Linked DNA regions of Gossypium hirsutum: region 1 is linked to region 2. Evidence: chromatin contacts called from public Hi-C data. All regions are on one chromosome and are shown on one strand. Each heading gives the region's core, a stretch centred on a gene start, on an enhancer-like site or on the middle of the called end of the contact. The rest is flanking DNA. Distances are from core to core; before and after follow the strand shown. Region 1 holds the start of LOC107948432. Region 2 holds the start of LOC107939206.

Region 1 (2,700 bases), core at 8-2,507, 140 kb before region 2:
CAATTAAATGGCTACATCACCATTTCCCACTATCTCATAGAAAAACAATACTTTAATAACCATTTAGGTGCTTTGGATAATTGCAAACTAAGTCCTCAAGTATTTTCTAAATTAAAATTTAATAGCGATTGGACTTTTACAATTTAGTCCCTAAACTTTAATTAATGATTTTTTCGGTTAAATTATTTAATCTGTCTTTAAAATATTTCCATACCAACTCTGTAAATCTTCTTATTTTATTTTTACAGACTCATTTTAAGGAAATAGGGTTCCGAAATCGTATTTTTGACACCAATAAAAGTTGAGTAGTTACATTTCCCTCATTTTCTCTCACTTTATCAATTTTTGAAAATTTTATCTACTTTTATTTAAATTTAAATTTTAAAAAATTTTAAAAAAGAATTTCAAAATTTTATTATATTATATATAATCAGGGTCAAATTGATAGAAAGTATAAAAATCGAGGACTAAAATTGTTATTATACCAACTAAAAATGTTCGCTTAACCATAGGTGACAAAATCTTTGAAAACAATAGTGATCAAATTGTAACTTTTTTGTAGTTAAGTGACCAAAATAAAAATTTACCCATAATTTTGTGATTAATGGTGGAATTTACTCTAAAATAAAAATAAAAAGTCATGGGTAAATTACACCATAGGTCACTCAGCTATGGGTCATTTTCTTTTTTGATCACCCAACTATGATTTTTTTTAAAAATTGATCACTCAATTATGGATTTGTTTCTTTTTTTTTTGACACCCAACTATATATTTTTTTTAAAATTGGTCACCTAATTAATCGAGATTATATTTTTTGGTCCATTTCCGTTAATTGCACTAATGGAAAGTGACATGATAGTTGAAAATTCGATATAATAACAAATTTAGCCTTCAACTTTTACATAGTATATTGATTTAGTTATAATTTTAAAAAATTAAGACAAAAATTTACAAATAATCTCAATTTGATCTTAATTTCTAAAAAAGATTCAAAGAAATATATAAAAATACATAAATATTTCAAATAAATAATAAAGTTAAATTTTATATTTATATTTATATTAAATAAAAATTAGGATTAAATTGAAAATATTTATCAATTTTGAGAGTTAATTTTTTAAAATTATGACTAAATCGATATAATATGTAACTTAAATTTATTATTATATTAAATTTTCAACTACCATGTTACTCTCCCGTTATTACAATTAATAGAAATGGATAAAAAGTACAATTTTATCCAAAAGATAATAATGGATGACATGTGGGTGCAGTTTACCCAAAAGTCATAGATGAAATGTGAAGATTGGATCTGCGAAGTACATCACCACATGTCCACATCCACACGTTACTATCATCCACTTTCAATGTGCTACGTCACTTCTAATTTTTGAAACGCCACCGTATCAGGTGTCCTTTCCCTCTCGTCTTTTGCTTTATTTTTCTTTCCGCCGTAAATCCACCATGGGATACACCTTCATCTTTGTTTCATTGGCACACTGAAACCTTAAGAATCTCCAAAGCTACGTCGTTTCTGAAGTCATGGGACAAGTCCTAGACAAATTCCATGGTAAGCTTTGTTCTCTCCCTTTTAAATTTCCCTTTATCTCGAAACTTTGTTATTCAAAAGTTTATGATATTTGAAACCCATAAGTCGATTCTTTTAAATCATGGGAATTAAGGGCGCTTTTTTTTAATTATTTTGGTTTATATTCCATAAAATGGTATTCTCTTTTAGCCGTATCTTACTTTTGTAAAGACTATATTATATTTAAATTAAAAAGAAAGGGTCTAACTTTTTGTTTTCTATAGAAAATTAAATTTCTAATTTTTATTGTTTTAAAAGTAAGGATCAAATTAAGCTTTAATTATCGCTTTAGAGAAATGGGTATCTGGAATTATGATGGGTAGATGTTCATGTTGAGTGATTAGTTTGAAACAAGTGTTTTTTCATGGCTTCTGCTTTCATTGATATTTACCGTGCTGGGTTGGATTTGATATTCTCTGGAAACTGTATTTTATTAGTATTGGGTTTAATGAGAGGAAGTAACGTTTCACTGTTTGTAGTGCTATAAGCGAGTATTTGATAGTTTAACACTTGGTTTTTGCAGGGAAGGAATGGAGAAAGAGACAGATTAGGAAAATCAGTGATAAGGTTTTTGAGCGTGTCAAAAATCAATCAGGAAGAGCTACTTTGACATTTGAAGATCTATATATCGCTGTCTTGCTGGTGTATAAGTGAGGAATTTTGCTTATACGTTCTATGTTTCATTCATTTCATAATCATCCAATGGTACATGTACTGTTGACCGCTTTCCATGTTAAATGCATCTTTAATTTATTCCTTCTGTAGTGATATTAATAAGCGTTTGCCTGGGCCGCACTTTGATCCACCCTCTAAGGACCAAATCAGATCAATGATGCAGGTAATCTACAACTCTTTCTCGAGAATATACATTATATAATATACTGGGTTTAATTTGTCAAATTTTGATATTCTTTACTTTACTAAAACTGAAAAGTTAGTCCAACTCGGTAAACACTATTGAATCTTGTTATAAAATCGTTGACTTCCAAACTAGCAGTTCATAGATTTATATGCTAGGAAGCAAAACTCACCGGTTCAACAATTTATATATAATAAATTAGTAAAAATTAATAGTTGAAGTTCATGTACTTATCAACAATTGCACTAATTT
Region 2 (2,700 bases), core at 99-2,598:
AAATGTTAAAATGAGGGGTTAGAGTAAAATATCGAACAACCTGTGGTGCATAATACATTCATTCTCCACGAGATTAAGACAGATAAAGAGATATAATTGTTATAGACCTAGCCTCAAATGCTGCTCCAAGAAACGATAAAGTCCAAATGAGGGGGTAAGAGTAATCGGAAAGATGTGATGCATCATGCATTTATGCTCCAAAGTCCATCCCTCACATTCTAAGATATGTTGAATAAAAGCATGATTATTGCACAACATCAAACGGAAAAGACATGATGAATCCAGAAAACCTATGAAACTTACTTATACATACAGTACTTGAATTCTTGGCTCCTTATATAATCTTTCTCTCCTTCTTCGAGCTACAATATAAAAATCCGAAAAGAAGAAACCATTAAACCAGATGATATAAACAGATGCAGTAGACCACCACAACAACGAGGGATTTTACATACCGGATCACTTTCATATATAAGCTCGTAACAAGCAGGAGAAAGGCACTTTAAGGCACAATTCTCCTTTGCTATTGATGAAGACTTGCAGTGCCCACCCCACAGTCCACTGATTTCACCATAAAAAAGAATAAAATATAATATTACACCAAGAAAAGAAATCTTGAAATTAATACATTGTGTTAAGCATCAAAACCCAAAGTTTCCTTATCCAATAATCTTTTTCACCAAAAATAAAAATGTTAGAGGAAAAATGAAAGTTGAATTGAGAAAATGGTATAAAAACTGAAATAAATTCCACTGAAGTACCCAAGATTCAATCAAATATTAAGAACCCAGATTTGTTACAATTCAAATAAGAAAAAAGAAACCCTAATCGAAGACAAACAGTGAATATAAAAGAAAATTAAAGAAACCCAAAATTAAAAGGAGAAATGGGAAGTACCCACCTGTCGATATCAGCATAACATTCACTCTTCTTTTTCTTAATCTCAGAATCCTGTGAAATACCGTTAAAACAACCCATTAGAAAAACAAATACAATAAAAGAGTTTCGAAATAAAAAACTGAAAAAATAAATTTATAAAGATAGAAAAAGTCGGCATGTACTGTGATCGGATTTCGAGATTTGGCAAGGACTAACGGAAGGAAATATGAAGAAGGCAATAGAATTAACAATAAAACAAGGTAACACAAATTAGTTTTGGACATTGATTTTTGTTTCTCTGTAGTTACACAAGCAGAGGAACTTGGAAGGTGATTCCTTTTGTGAACCGTCTCACCGTTACTCGAACTGACTTCGGAAGGAGGGCACTTTAATATCGTTTGTGCCCATCCACGACACCGAATCGGGTGGGGTTAGAAGACTTAAAGCATGTATTTATTTTCATTGGGGTGTGTTGAAATTTTCTTTTCTTGAGTTACAATATTTAATTTTATTATCATCATTATTTTTATATTAATCGTATTAAAAATATAAATTAGTATCTTTTTCATTACAGATTTTGAATGCATAATGAATAAAATATTAAGATGTGTTACAAACATTAATAAAATAAATTTAAAATTTAAAAAAATTAGAATTATGCATATAATGGATTTGACCAGATTTATTTGAACCTAGATAAATGATTGTATAATTATTTATCTAGGATATTTTGAATGTATTTTTTAGTAATTTTATTTTTATAATATAAAAAATAACAATATATATTTTAAAAATAAACTTTGTATTTTATAAGTTTTTGTTTTTACTTTTTTATATTTAGAATTTTTTTTAAAATTTTATGATTTTATTTTTTATTTCAAGTGTATAATAAATTTGGATAAATGATTGTCTCAATACAAATAAATTTGGACAATCTTTTATTTAGGTTCATTTTAAATGTGTATTTATAATATCAAAAATTATTTAAAATATAAAATTATTTTTAAAACAAATCAATATCTTAAAATAAATTCTATTTTTATTACTTAAATTATTTATAATCATTTTAAAATATAGAATTTATTTTAAATTTATCAATATAAAATAAAAAAATATTTTTAAATTGTTTAATATTAGTTTCTAAAATCTGGAATAAAAATAAAATTTATTTAAAAATGATTTACTAATTAAGTAATAAAAACTAAATTTCTTTTAACTCTAAAATTTATATTTAAAACATTTTTTATTATTAACTTTTAAAGTATAAAATGTATATAAAATTACTAGAAAAATACATGTTCTAACTGAACATGGACAAAATGTTCTCCCACTTCATTTATATCAAGAAAATCATTTGTTCATATTCATTGTGCACTTGAAATAAAAATAAATAAATCCTAAAATTTAATTAAAAATCTAAAAAATATAAAAATGAAAACCTAAAATTTTATAAAATATATTTTATTTTTTTTAAAAAATATACTGTTATTTTTGAAATTATAAAAATAAAAATTATACAAAATATATACAAAATGAGCACAAATAAATGGTTGTCCTAAGTTCAAATGAAATTGGACAACAATTTGTCTTGGTTTATTGTACAACAAAATAATAAAAAATAAAGTTCCTAAAATCTAATAGTCTTACTCATGTATAATAAAAAGTACCAACTTGGGTTACAATTTCCAAGATTAAGTTTTAGTCATGTCCAAATAAAAATTTAGAAACAAAATAGATACCTTAGTAATATTAAGCCTTAAAATTATCAACAAATTCAAAATCTATTTAGATCTATCTCTATTACCTTTTGAAGATATATAT

The links. A called contact is a pair of places that touch in the nucleus more often than the background predicts.
Region 1: a contact with region 2 is called in a Hi-C map of leaf, with 2.6 times the contacts expected there. The contact joins the promoter of LOC107948432 here to the promoter of LOC107939206 in region 2. A contact is called at or near these places in 4 of 34 Hi-C or Micro-C datasets (all in leaf).

Annotation. Positions count from the first base shown.
Region 1 is chrA13:37,664,668-37,667,367 of Gossypium_hirsutum_v2.1, reverse strand. It overlaps LOC107948432, which reads left to right and starts at 1,257. Exons shown (of 4, transcript XM_016882973.2): 1 at 1,257-1,571; 2 at 2,113-2,239; 3 at 2,355-2,427. The coding sequence starts at 1,544.
Region 2 is chrA13:37,519,841-37,522,540 of Gossypium_hirsutum_v2.1, reverse strand. LOC107939206 reads right to left here and starts at 1,348. Exons shown (of 5, transcript XM_016872500.2): 1 at 1,062-1,348; 2 at 902-951; 3 at 456-561; 4 at 304-362. The coding sequence starts at 1,163.